Linked DNA regions of Zea mays: all the other regions are linked to region 1. The links are chromatin contacts, called in public Hi-C maps. All regions are on one chromosome and are shown on one strand. Each heading gives the region's core, a stretch centred on a gene start, on an enhancer-like site or on the middle of the called end of the contact. The rest is flanking DNA. Distances are from core to core; before and after follow the strand shown. Region 1 holds the start of LOC100282965 (nucleotide-binding protein 1). Region 2 holds the start of LOC100279585. Region 3 holds the start of LOC542333 (cytosolic glyceroldehyde-3-phosphate dehydrogenase GAPC3).

Region 1 (4,750 bases), core at 1,199-3,698:
AATTAGTTTTAGAAATAATGTGACTATGCTCAAGAACCATGCATACAAGATAATCTAGCAGTAGCATGTGAAATTCTCATTATAGTAGTAGTTCGACCATAATGATTCTTTCTGTTTTGTGCTAGTATACATCAAAGCTGAAATGTACATCAAGGGCTAACTACAACTTGATGAAATGTACTTCAAGAGGTAACTATGATATATGACGAAGAAAAATCTACCGTACAAACAGTAAAGGCATTGGATATCTTTTAGTCTAGATGCTTCTTATCTATAGAGAGTAAGGATTTAGGATGTTCATTCTTTTCAGAAAAAGCTGTTGTTACCAGAAAAAAATGTACACAGTGAGCACGTGATTTTAGCTTACATTCTGTAGGCTTAGGAATATATTTCGCAAGCCGATACTACCTTTCCATTGACGAACCATGTTGGAAACCTTCAAGACCAGAAGCGGCACATTCTGCAGTCCTTTACTTTCCATTACCAGCTCAATTTGGGAAATATTCCACATAGTCTAGAATTTTTGTAGCTTCACCACCAAACATATAAACATCTGGTTAGATTGAAAAGTGGTTCTGACCTTTTTGTGTTGTACTTCCAATATCTTCAGAAACTCTCCTAGTTGCTCGGAACTACCAAAATACAGTATATTGTAGTAGAATTCAGTTGATATGTTATCACATAACATATGGAGAAAAAATACATGTCAGTTTATTATAAAGCACCTCTCCTCCAAACGGATAGTTCGCACTGGTAGAAATTTTAGAAGGAAAAACAACGCGGAGCAGACGGAGAGCAAGAGCGCTCTGCCCACCTGTGCCAGTCCAAAGAAACCAACAAAATCAGCAGGTCTTTGTGAGTCCCATGGGTAATGAGAAGTGGTAAGCACGAGGCAGCGATCGGTTGATCTGACCCAAGTTGATGCTTCTGTTGATTGCGCCTAAGAACTTGGAGCCACCAAGAGAGAACATGTTGGACTTCAAAAGCGGCTCGTTGGCACTGGACGAGTACATGATTCCAGCTCCGAAGTGAGGGCTCTGCAACGTGGTTTGTTAGCCCCGCTCCCGGAAGAAGATTTGACAGCATTTGTTTAAGCAGCATAACATTTAAGGGGATGCACGTCCTTGCCTGCTCCGGCAGAGCTAGACGACGACGTTGTCGGGTTTGACGGTGTGGAGGACGCGGAGAGGTGCGAGGTGCCGAGGATCCACACGTCCTCGAGCTCCATGAAGTTTAGCAGCCACCACGCCGGGACAGGGCCAAACTGTCGCCACGATACGCGTACAAGCGCACCAGACTCGACCAGACCCGCCAGCGAGGGGTTCCCTGCGGTGGCGGCGGCACCCCAACCAACTCGTAGATTCTAATCGTCTGCAACAATCAAACGCAAAAAAACGTATACCACCATAGAAAATAAGCTTGAGCTAATACCTCTGGAGAAAGCCCTTCTGGAGTCAGCCCCTTCTGTGAGCTCCAAATCCAAATCGCTGGAGTCGGCTTTGAAGTCCTCATCGTCTTACGCAGCGAACGAGCGTCTGCCGCCCCTCTTGAACTTCTTCTTCGGCTGCTAGATGTCCCACTCCATGAGCCGGCGCGGCGCTGGCTCGCGAAGGACGGCAAGGATCGCGTCGCCGCACAGCACGGAGCGGGGTTGCGGGGTGGGGACTCCATGGAGCGTCCACACCATGCAGATCGGTCTTCCAGGGAGATATTGGGAGCGGCAGATCGGGGGAGGGGGAGTAAATCGCGCATACGTACAGAGACTCCATGGAAGGCGTCCACGCGATGCAGAGATTGGGAGCGACAAATCGGGTACTTCATGTAGGTGAGGCAGATCGGGGGAGTGGATCACGCGGATCGACATTCCAGGGAGAGATTTGGGAGCGGCAGATCGAATACTTCCATGGAGGTGAGGCAGATCGGGGGGAGTGGATTGCGCGGACGTCATTGCTAGAAGTGGAGATCACGGCGAGGAGAGGCGGGTCCACGTGCGGGCGAGGGGGGAGGGACAGGCGAGATTTCTGCGGCGGGACGACAGTCGGGGAAGATGGGGCGGCGCGATGTGCGGGAGCGGGGGCACGACAACTGTGGACGCCCTCCTTGCTGTCTTATAGAGTAGTAATAGATTTTAGTTTTGCTAAACCGATTATTTAAAGTATTCAAATTGATAGAGGACCTATATATATAGAGAATCCAGCAGCGTCCTCTAAATTTAGAGGACCGTTTAGAGAACGTTGTTGTGGAGCGTAGATGATCGTTTAATACTCTATATTTAGGGTACAAAAGTCTTTAGAGAGCCTAAAACTGACCAGTTTTGTAAACCCACTGAACATTCACGTTCGCAGCGCAGGCATCGAACACAAAGTAGCTGGCGGCTCGGCGCACCTACAGCGCCGTATACCGAGTCCGAGACCACGACTCCACGAGACGACACAAACCCCAGTTTAGGAACAGTTGGAAAAGAGGGAGAAATGGAGAACGGCGGCGGCAAAGGCGACGTTCCCAACGATGCGAACGAACGTAAGGAATCGTTCCCCCTGTGCCTTCTGGTGGGCTCGTTCTTCCTCTTCTCTTCTTTGCGTTTTGGGCCGGTTTTCTGCATCCACGATTTTGTGGAGTTTGATCGTCTCTTACCAAGAGGGGTGTAACCTTGTTTCATTTGCGAAATTTGAGGGCACCTTGAAGTTGTTTCGATCGCTGGGTTGCTTTACTCAGGCTTAGTTCATGGGTGTTCGTGTTTTTGAGTATTCTTTATTTGGTGTTGGCAGATTGCCCTGGAACGCAGTCGGAGGAGGCGGGGAAGGCGGATGCCTGCGCTGGGTGCCCCAACCAGCAGATTTGCGCCACCGCCCCCAAGGGCCCCGATCCCGGTAATTGGATCATTTCATGTCCTTTTACTGAATTCCATTCGATTCTTTGACTTGCTCTGGTGCTGATGTACTGTTATCTCTATCATATCATTTTGTTTTTTAATCAGAATTAGCTTAGTTTATTTACATTTTGTTACAATGGTTGTGGATTTGGTAAGACTTTTGGATTTGAGGATTTACGACAGCTGCAAGTGTTTATAGGTGTAGGCCAAGTGCTAGTAGGAACTAGCCTGTAGTTTTGAGCAGTCGAGGTCCAGAAACAAAGAAATTTTAGCACAAATAGAAGAGTCTGGATTTGCACTAAACATGTACCCGGTCGATCCAATTATATGATTGAATGTTGATGCAATCGAATATATGGGTTGTTCAAAGTAAGTTTCTTTGTCAGATACTCAGATTAGTATTAAAACAATGTGACTGGCTGAAGGAAGAAGGATAGGGGCTTGGGATGATGTGGTTCCTGTAAAGCAATTCATTGTGGTCCAAACATGCAGTAACATCCAGGGGGCAGCTGTAGTTCTGATGCCACATCCTGCTACCACTGCTGCTAAAGAAGGTTCAAACATGGATGGATCTTTGATTTTGGCTAGAAAGATTAGAAGAGTATCCAGATTTCATATTTGAATGTTGTTCCAATTATTTGAGGGGTTTGCTAGACAGTAGATTCTGTTGCTTCAAACCTGTGTTGACTGCACTATAGGGATTGACAGATCACATGGAAAGCCTCACTGTTAAATTGTTATAATGCGTGATTATGGTAACTATAGTTGGCGAACTCTTGCTAGTGATTAGGCTTTTTAGTATGCTCTTTATTGTCAATTCTACTGTTAATCATAGCCTTTTGAGCACTCAAGGTCCAAAAACGAAGGGAGTTGAACTGAAGTTTTCAGCTGCCCAATAAATTTTTTTCACCAGACAAGTACCTATCCAGCGTCCAGTCTAATCAACTTAATAATTAATTAAATGTTGAAGCAATTAGATTTGTGATTTCTTCAGTGTTTTATCTATCGGCATAAAAACACTGTAAGGGAAGTGGTAGAGACTTAGGAAAATGCAATTTCTGTAAAATAATTCACCTACAACCTGTTCAATTCCTTATAAACAACTCATTATGTCCTGTTCATTCTTGTAAAAGAATTCATGATGACCTGTTGTGACTTGTGATATCCAGATGCCACATTCCTTAAGTCCAAAAAGATATGAATAGTTCACTACAACTAATGCTATGGAAGCTTCTAACTTTGATGGACCTTGAATGTGGTGAGATTTCGTATGCTTTTCTATTTGGATCTTGTTCCAAGCGTTTGAGATTTTTCTAGTGCTAGGTTGTAGGCTCTAAAAGGGCAGCCTTGGCGCAGTGGTAAACTAGCTAAATCTACTGCCTTGTGACTAGGAGGTCGTAGGTTCGAGTTGTGGAAATAGCCTCTGCAAATGCAGGGAAAGACTGCGTACTATAGACCCAAATGGGTCCAATCCTTCTTTGGACCCACACAAGCGGGAGCACATTCAACGGGCTGCCCTTTTTTTGCTAGGTTGTAGGCTCTGTTGATTCAAACCTGCCTTTTTATTACCGGACAAAGAATTACCATACAAAGAATGGCAGATCACAACACAAATAAAAGAATCTTCTTTGGAAAAAAATATTAACAATCATTTTTTGTTACTTCTGATACATACTTCTTAGCTACCTTGGATCTCTATGATCTTTGAAAGGTTGTCTATGGAGAAGGAATATGAGAGATTTTACAATTTGTGCTATTTGAATGTCAGTATGTTGACCTATTTGCTAAAGCTGCTTCAGTGAATTGCCTCCATTTTCAGTAATGAGAAGCTTTACAAACATTGTACATAGTCCATCTGCTTGTAGTAAATGTTGAAGC
Region 2 (4,750 bases), core at 1,336-3,835, 430 kb before region 1:
CTGCTCCGGCTGGGCTTCTTTCTCCGCTTGCATGCTCTCTCCCTATATATCTAGCGGTATATTACTTATGTCGCCTCTAGATGTCCATGTCTTCGTCGTGTCCTCCGGCGACGAATAGATATGTCCGCCTTTTCCCTTCCCCTCCTGCTCTACGAAACCTTGGAAGTGGGGGGAGGTGAGGGATGAGGTCTCTGATTTGCTGTCTATGGTACCCGCGCGTTCATAAAAAATATTATGCGAAGAGCGGAGACAATCAATAAAAAATCTTGAAATCTTTTTGGTGGATAATTTACGTGGGTATTGTTGTGAGTCGTCGCCACGCACGGGTAACCGATTAGTGTATGCATATGTGTATGACTATCAAATTTGTCATTTATTCATCAAGTTTATACTCTTTTTTTTTCAAATCCGCTAAACAACTTAGCTTCCGCTATAGCTGGTCTTAGTTGTTATTGAACCCAACCGCTAAACCTCTTAGCCAGCGATTTAATATATTGGTTAAGTCTGAGTACAGTTTGTTTGGTGGATATAGTGAAAGTTATGGATGTGAGGGTGATTTGGTTGGGTGGATTTTACAAAAGTTTAAATGGGTAAATTATACAGTGGTATAGATTCAAAATCAAAACAGAGAAAAAGATTTTCTCTGGTCTCGATGAAGAAAAAGAATATAATTCTACCATATATCAGGTTTTAATGGTATTCAATTATATAAAAAATATTAATATTTACACCACCGAACAAATATTATTGATTTAATTTTATATTTTATAATAAATTAATTTAGAGCTGTTTATAAATTTGTTCAAGCGTGAACCGCTTTAAACGGTAGTTATCCTTTTATTTGGACCAATAGAGTAAATATAAAATATTTTTGTTCTTCACTGATTTGTGCAGATAAAAAAACAAATGTCTACAATTCTAAGTGCCATGTGCCTGTGTGCATCGCAAACCGCTCGGCTGAAACACAAGGACGCGAGCAGCGTCCCGACCAATTCTAACAGGACAGTTGACTGAAACTCTGAACAGCATCCGTGTGAACTGCTGTGCCACACCCCCCTCGGTCGGCTCTCATCTGCACATCAGCGGCAGCTTGAGCGAGAACACGGAGGAGGAGGACGGCAGGTGGCCGGTCCGCCTGAGCGCGTCCGCCCTGTCGACCCGCGCGGCGCGCCGGTTCAGCTTGGCCTCCGCCTGCGCGCGCTTCTCCCTCGCAGCCGCCTGCGCCGAGGCCAGCTTGCTCGCCGTCTTCTCCTGCGCCCGTAGCTTCATCCTCTCCGCCTTGGCCTGCCCCAGCGATGAGCATTTCAATTTCCTTCCATTGTTCGGATCGAAAGGTCCGTATCTGGTGCGTGGTTGACTTCCACAGGTCCAAACTTTTTTTCTAGGCTGATGAAACATATGGCCATGACTACTCGTACCTCGGCCACCTTCATTTGCAGCTCCGCCTTTTGCCGTCGCCGGTTTTCCCAGGCCTGTATTTTCATCTCCTCGCGCCGATACCTGCGAGAAGAGAGCGCCAGCGACCTCGTCAGCACGCAGAGCATGTACAGTACAGTACGAGCTGCTCATCAGTGAGTCTGTGAGTGAGGCAACAGGCAAAGCAAAGGCAACACACCACTCCGGTGCATGCACCGGCACTGCTAGTCTGCTACCGTGGCAGTGGCGTTTGACCGTTTGTTGCCGCCGTTTTGCCCCTCCACATGGTTCAGCAACGTGCGGAGGAGAAAGCGCGCGTTGGTATTCGGTAGCCGGCAGCTAGCGAGTGATGGCGGTCACCTGGCCATGTGCTTGGCGCGCTCGGCGGCGTCCCACGTCGCCGCGGGCGACACGGCCGTCGTCGTCGGCGCACCGGGCGCCGTCTCGTCGCGGTCCGCTGCCGCTAGGCCTGGTGGCGATCCACCGTCGACCGTAGACAAATCCGGTGGGCGCAGCGGTGCGTGGATCGCGCGCCCCGCCGTGGACGGCGGCGTGGCCGGTAGGGTTGCGCGTGGGGTGTTGGCCCTGGATGGCTCTTTGCTCCCGGCCGGCGTCATCTCCGTGCCGACGTCCCGCAGCGAGGGGCACCGGGGCGGCTGCCCGTACGCCAGAACGGAGTCCACCCTCTTGGTCTCCGCCTCCGCACCCGCGTCGTCCCGCGCGCCGAGCCCCAGCGCCGCGGGCAGGGCGGCGCCGCCGTCCGCGGCGCTCCACGAGTGTCGCGCCTTCTGCGATGCCGACGGCAGCAGGAGGCGGTCGTCCGCGCAGGAGCTCCGGCGCCGGTCGTCGTCGTCGTGCGCACGGGAGGAGGAGAGCCACCGCTGCGCGTCGTCCCACTTGGACGGCCTCGGCTTCGCCTTGGCGTAGCGAGCCAGCAGGCGTCTCCCGCTGTCCGCGTCGTAGCTTAGGCCCATCATCCCCTGCGACGATCTCCTCATTCTGTATGATGCGCACAGGAACAGCACAGGCGCGAGAACGGGCAAGGCAAGAAGAACGGAGCAGGGAAGCTGAGTCAAGCTTGTACCTGGAGGGCTGGAGGCCCGAAATAAAAGAAGAGGTCGAGAAGCCGTACGACACCAGAAAGCTGGAAAGCACACAGAGAGATTGATAGAGACACAGAGCCACAGAGGGCACTGAATGAAGTGATGGCGATGGCGCGCAGTGACTGCACACGTCTGCTCTGCGACGGAAAGGGAAGCCAGCAGCCAGAAAAGCCTCGGAGGCGGGGCTCATGATTGGCCGACACTGTGCAACGCACGGCGCACAACGGCACACCGTGCTCGTCCCCGCCTCGCGCGCACGGCGACTGGGCGGAGCAAGAACGGCGGGCTCCACCATATGACCGCGTCTCAAGGGTCAAAGCTGCCCCGCCCTAAATCCGGGCGTGGACGACCAAGCAGTCAAAGCACGGCACTGTCATCGAGCAGTGGCACAGAAAAAAAATCCCTTCGTTGCCGTCCAAAACTATAACAATCCCTGAGATACCATTGAAAAATGCGTGTTCCCTCTAATCTCATTAGTTTTAGTTTTTAGTCACTTGGATATCATTGCCATCCAAAAACCAGCTAGAGAGCTATTAGTTGGTGTTGGAAAAGACTAATATATCTCTGTGCCCTTAATAAACCTCTTCCATACCATTTCTACAACGTAGCTTTGAGAACTACATAACATTAATATAAGTACTAATATATTAATATAAGTATATAACAGTAATACGACGACAAAATTTTATATATTTTATTATAAAATGTTGTTCTCATATTAATGTTACATAGTTGTAGTGATGCTATGGAGTTCTCAAAGCTAAGTTGTTAAAAGGGCACGAGAGTGGTTCATGTACATGACACAGGGGTATATTAGTCTTTTTCAACACCAACTAGCAACTCTCTAACTGTTTTTTGGACAACAATGACATCAAGGGACTATACATTTAAACTGATGGCATTGTAGGGAACTCATAGCTTTAGCTTTGGATGGTATTGAAGGGATTGCTATAGCTTTAGATGGTATTGAATGGATTTTCTAAAAAAAACGGTGTCAAGAAAACATGTCACCGCTGTTCTCTAGACATGGGATCCATGTTTCGCTGCGCATTGCATGCTGGCGGACAAGCGTTTGAGATTCGGGCAGCGCTTGCGATGTTTCTATTGATGGCCAGGCCGATAGCTCGACTAGCAAGACCAGGACTGGAGAACGTCACTGCGCGACGGGGGACGAGGAGCACTCGTAGAGATAGTGATGGCAACAGATCAGATTCGAATCGGATATTGCAAATATCTGCCTGCAACTATATCTGTGGTTGCAACCATTATCTGTCTATGATCATATCTGTGGGTAGAAATTTATATTCATGTCTATGCCCATCAGGATTTAGATGGGTTTCGGATATTCGTCGGATATGACAGCCACAATCATTTTCAACAATTCAATAGTATAATTAGTCAAATTTCTTTCTAATTTACCATCATACACAATTGGAACTTAATAAAAGAATTATTATGGTATGTGGGCCACGATTAGAGGCATTAGAGCTTGGAAGAGTCAGCCGCTATGGTATTTTGAAGGGGCCACAAGGCACAACGCAGAAAGCCAATAATGCTAGAAGGGAGCCTAAGTGGTGAATTGGGAGCGTTAGACGTGTAGGTTTATGGTGTTAGGGTTTGTTATTTGCTATGTAGTATGGACTAGGCCAAAAAAATATGATACAGGTCGATTTCATATATCTAACAGATAAACTGTGGGTGAAAAATAATATCCTAATATGTGCTCGTCTCACTCTAGGTTGAATTCAGATCTAATCAAAAACATATAAGGGCTTGTTCGGTTAGCTCTCAATCCATGTGGATTGAGTGAGATTGGATGAGTTTGAATACCAAACAAGTCAAACTTCTTAAGAATTTTTTCCAATCTCATCCAATCCATGTGTATTGCATCCAATCCATGTGTATTAGGAATAACCGAACAAGGCCTAAGCATACCCGATTCCATGGAAGATATCTGATGCCATCTCTACGTGGAGACTTGTGCGGGTATGGATCGAGCACGTGGCTTTGTTCCCCCGGTCTGCTAGAATCCGAGGCGCCGGCGGCCGTCCTGACGGGCATGTGCGCGGGTAGGTAGTGGATCCACATGCTGGGTTGCTTGATCCATCACCATCAACTTGCGCTTTTCATCACCATCAGCATGCGCTTTTCATTTTTGGGAAATACCATTAGCTTGTTGTGGCGTGATGAGACCGGCCGTAGCGATTCAAAAGTTTTTTAATGCAAATTAC
Region 3 (4,750 bases), core at 1,455-3,954, 270 kb before region 1:
CGATTAACTACTGAGCGATTAGATATTAGTAGTAGGGAATGTATATATATATATATATATATATATATATATATATATATATATATATATATATATATATATATATATATATATATATATATATATATATATATATATATATATATATATAAGCACACACCTGCTGTCACCCTGGAAATCGGTGGAAACAAGGTCCTCCTCGACATAACCCAGAATGCCCTTGAGGCTACCCTCTGCCTCGGCCCTGTAGAGGAGATGTTTGCAAGAATCAGTGACTATGACCATCTAAAACAATTCAACACTCATTTGAAATTTGCCCTGGCCGGAGAGCTAACTCACTTGACCGCAGCCTTGATCTCATCATAGGTGGCAGACTTCTCAAGCCTAACAGTCAGATCAACAACAGAAACATCGACAGTTGGGACACGGAAAGACATTCCAGTCAATTTTCCATTGAGGACAGGAAGCACTTTGCCAACAGCCTGCAGGAAATCAAGTATAGCTGTTACAAACTAATACAAATAAAAAGTGGTTTGAACAAAAATGGAGGTGACTTGTTTCACTTCACAGAAGAGTTGTGGCTATACACTATTTCACACTGTTTCAGTTTCTAACCTTAGCAGCTCCAGTGCTGCTGGGAATGATGTTGAAACTAGCAGCCCTTCCACCCCTCCAGTCCTTAGATGAGGGCCCATCAACAGTCTTCTGGGTAGCTGCAAGGATCCACATTTACTACACTGAAGATCACAAACAGATTGCTAGACAAAGTTTCCATTCAACCAATTTCGCAAAGCATACCAGTGATGGCATGAACAGTGGTCATCAGACCCTCAACAATACCGAACTTGTCATTGATGACCTGCAGCAAAAAAAAAAGTAACCAGTTTTAGATAATATAGAATGCCTAAGAGCAATTTATGTCAGCAGTAAAGCAACATAAGCACCTTAGCAAGCGGAGCAAGGCAGTTGGTTGTGCAGCTAGCATTAGAGACAATGTTGATGTCAGACTTGTACTCCTTCTCGTTGACACCAACAACGAACATGGGGGCATCCTTGCTAGGAGCAGAAATGACAACCTTCTTGGCACCACCCTGTAAAAGCAACAGGAAAATCGTTAGATGCTTCCAATGCTGGAACTAATAAGGTATATACCCTGGAATAAAACAAAATTATACCTTCAAGTGAGCTGCAGCCTTCTCCTGGTCAGTGAAAACACCAGTAGACTCAACAACATATTCAGCGCCAACCGAACCCCATGGGATCTCCTCAGGGTTCCTGCAAACCAGGTCATTATTACGCATTAGTCACCACACGATGGTTTAATTGGGTATGAAACAAACTATAAAAGGAATAGTAACAAACCTGCAGCCAAACACAGCAACCTCCTTCTCACCAAAGAGAAGGGTCTTGGAGTCCTTCACCTTGACCTCATGGTGCTTCCACTGTCCGTGCACAGTGTCATACTTGAACATGTAGGTCTGCAATAGCAAAGTCAAATTCAGTCATATAAGAGAAGACCCAGTTGGCGTAACCAAGTTACAGGAGACCTAATTGGTGTAATTTAACTAATCAATTTGCCAAATGCAAGAAGAGATTAACCAGAGAATTAAATTCTGTAGAGAATACAGATTTGGATACTTCAAACACTATTTAGATCAACAACAATAAAATAGAATGTAATCCAGATCATAAGATTTGAATTAACCTTAGCATAGGATTCCCAAGAAAAAAACAGATTGCCTATATAATAATCCAAAGCACATGACAGTCAGAGCAAGGCACAGATACACGTGCATCCACAGATCAACAACCTAAATATAACCACTAAAGAGTTTCTACGATAGATCAGTAAATTACAATCATGTGTTTTATGACAGAATGGGTAACACCAATCCATATAAAAAATGGCATCCACGTCAGATCTACGCATCCCCGTTTACTAATATTCTCATATAATGCAGCTGTTCCACATTGAACAAGGACAAAATACAGATCTGCTACCATTGAACAAGCACGTTCAGCCAATCACTACCTTAATTAGCAGATCAAGGGATTAGCGATACGAGGGGGCATATTACCATGTTACAGCACACTCCCTAAGTACCAGATCAAGCGATAAGCGATACAAGGGGCTATACCATGTAATCGGTGCTGATGAAGGGGTCGTTCACGGCGACGAGCTCGACGTCGTCGCTCTGCAGGGCCACCCTGGCCACCAGCCTTCCGATCCTGCCAAACCCTGCACCAACAAAATAGAACGGTCAAAACCGACACGAACGGTGTGACTCAAATACATCGTAACTGGGATCCGAGGATGCGAACTCACCATTGATCCCGATCTTGATCTTGGCTGCGTATACCAGAGCACAAACACAAGCAACCAAACAAACAAAAGAAAATCAGCGGAAATGTCACCACCAGCGATAAAAAAAATCCGAAAAACACAACCAGATTGCAGGAGTGACGGCATTACCCATGAGGGTGAGAGGCTGCTAGACGGAGGAAACGAGGATGGGTTGATTTCAAATGAGATCGAAATGGAGTTCTCGAGTGTGTGTGATCTGTGATGTCGCCAATGTATCGGAGTCGGAGTGCCGTATATAGAGGCGCCTGGGGGCCGGCTGCGGCGGCTGCTTGCTGGTCCCACCCGACGCCACGGAACCTAGTTTTGTTGGCTACCGGTAAAATGGTGGGGCAGAGACGTGAGGATGGACGGATGACAAGTGGGGGCCATGAGGAGGAACGCGACCGGTGCGTCTAATGGTTTCTAGAAGCTTCCCGTGGGTCGGAACGTTGGACCTTGGAAACCTGGACCGTTGCTGGGTTCGGACTGGCCGGGAGTGGGGAGAGAAGTCATGTGATGCGGTGGTGGGTCTGCCCTTCTTTTCTTGGTGAAGAAGAAGAAACCATTGGCCGAGCTGGTTTTCGGCGGCCGTCGGATGAAAAAAGATTCTGTGGACCTTGTGGGGGGAGGGGAAAGGGGGTGCCAATCCAGATCGTCAGTATTCCTCCACAGATAATCTCTTTTGCATGCGTGATTTACAATTTAATAAAGCTGTCTGCGCGCCTAAAACTGCCTCTTTGCAAAAAAAAATTACACCAATTAAAAAACGAATATATTAGAGCTTTTTAAAGGTGACGCACCAACTAAAATTTGGTAGAGGCGTAGAGCTGAAAAACAAATTATCTATCGCTGCCACTATATTGCACACGTCATCCCATATTCCCATGAACCATCTTATTTCTTTTTTTTTCTCCTTTCTCACACGTTTTCTTCTTTAATGGCCTCCATGTGTGCACCCTTTCCCCATGGCATGCCCCCTTCTCTAGAAGGTTGTGGTTAACCGTAGGACTGGGCACGGTTTGTTTAGGCTTTTTTGTTTAGACTTTTTTAGCTTTTGACCACCAAAAATTGTTACGGACTTTCAAACGGCCTAGCTTTTTAGCTCATTTCTATAAGAATCGTTTTGATAAAAACCGTCCAGAGGCAACATAAACATAGAATCGATCGACTCGTCACGATAGTAGAAATCCATTGCTTTCTATATCTTGAACTCTTTGCACCACTTCATCTTCCTTAGCAAGTAATCCCCACGATACTCAGATTCTTCTCACACTCAGAATCTCTCCATAGTCAGATTCACAGAAAAGCTAGTCAGAAAAGGTTGAACCAAACATGCCTTAGGAAATCGATCGAACATTTTTTGTTCGTTTTTTAAGTTTGGGTTAAAAAAAGGATATACGAAAAGCTGCTTGTAAAAGAGGAAACCGACACTTTGGTTAATCGAAAACTTTGGTTCCATTTTTAGTTTTCCTTATTATGAAAACAGAAAGGAAATCTGCTACCATATGTGTCCACGTCGGCCTAATTTTCATGGCCATTTGATCATGGATCATTGGTTCCCATCCTCTCCCGTGCTCCTGTGTGTAGATGCTTCCAGTTGACGGTTCTCCTCTCCTCGTATCCTTTCCGTGTCTCCTTCCTACACATCTCACTCTCCCTCCTCCTCCCTCGAAACCCCACTCTCCCCCGCTCGCTCGGGGCTTTTAACTAAACATACCTGACCTCGTAGAACACAGCACAACATTTTGGAACACCGGAACAATAACATCAATTTACATAGAACATTGCAGTCTACAATAACATCGGAACAATAACATCAGAAACATTGCAGTTGTCCGTTTACATTAGTTTATATATAAGCATTGCATAGAACAAGCAATATTTTGCAACACCAGAATAATAACATCTATTTTACCATGACCGATTGCAAAACTGCATAGAACATCAACAGTAACATTTATCTTGGCTCAATAGGGTGCTGCTTGCATGACGAATGATGAATAAACTGCATGGTGTGGCGAAGGCTCAACAGGCCACGACCGTAGCTGCATAGGGTGACAAAAGGTTGCGCGGTGGCCGGCTGGTGGCGAGACGGGGGTGGCGATGGTATCGAGTCTGGTCGACGGCTCGGTGGGCGGTGAATCCACAGGATACGGGCGATGTTTGCAGGCTAGGGTTCGTGAGACCGAGACCGAGTGTGAGCGCATCTGTGAACCATGAATGTGAGAGTGCCTGAGTGGTGATGCTGAGGCCGTGAGGAGACGTGACTTGTGAGGGCCTAAGGCCTGCAGGTCGTGATGGCTGATGCATCTGGTTGCGCACTTGGGCCAAAAAGGCCAACTTCAACAGTTCAACTCCAGTTTCCTATACAAATGTTGACATGGCAGCTTTGAAGATAGTGGCGGA

What was found. Hi-C and Micro-C count contacts between places; a contact is called where the count stands out from the background.
Region 2: a Hi-C map of ear shows a contact between it and region 1, with 1.8 times the contacts expected there. The contact joins the promoter of LOC100279585 here to the promoter of LOC100282965 in region 1. A contact is called at or near these places in 2 of 25 Hi-C or Micro-C datasets (ear and leaf).
Region 3: a contact with region 1 is called in a Hi-C map of ear, with 2.3 times the contacts expected there. The contact joins the promoter of LOC542333 here to the promoter of LOC100282965 in region 1. A contact is called at or near these places in 2 of 25 Hi-C or Micro-C datasets (ear and leaf).

The regions. Positions count from the first base shown.
Region 1 is chr4:137,828,568-137,833,317 of Zm-B73-REFERENCE-NAM-5.0, reverse strand. LOC100282965 (nucleotide-binding protein 1) reads left to right here and starts at 2,448. Exons shown (of 3, transcript NM_001155870.1): 1 at 2,448-2,520; 2 at 2,769-2,870. The coding sequence starts at 2,472. It overlaps LOC103653731 (a long non-coding RNA gene), which reads right to left and starts at 957. Exons shown (of 3, transcript XR_002268780.1): 1 at 914-957; 2 at 726-814; 3 at 496-632.
Region 2 is chr4:138,257,001-138,261,750 of Zm-B73-REFERENCE-NAM-5.0, reverse strand. It overlaps LOC100279585, which reads right to left and starts at 2,585. Exons shown (of 3, transcript NM_001354591.1): 1 at 1,777-2,585; 2 at 1,419-1,500; 3 at 856-1,284. The coding sequence starts at 2,414. The coding sequence ends at 1,069.
Region 3 is chr4:138,100,628-138,105,377 of Zm-B73-REFERENCE-NAM-5.0, reverse strand. LOC542333 (cytosolic glyceroldehyde-3-phosphate dehydrogenase GAPC3) reads right to left here and starts at 2,704. Exons shown (of 12, transcript NM_001111915.2): 1 at 2,474-2,704; 2 at 2,327-2,350; 3 at 2,139-2,239; 4 at 1,363-1,478; 5 at 1,176-1,275; 6 at 945-1,091; 7 at 799-859; 8 at 616-713; 9 at 340-482; 10 at 161-244. The coding sequence starts at 2,477.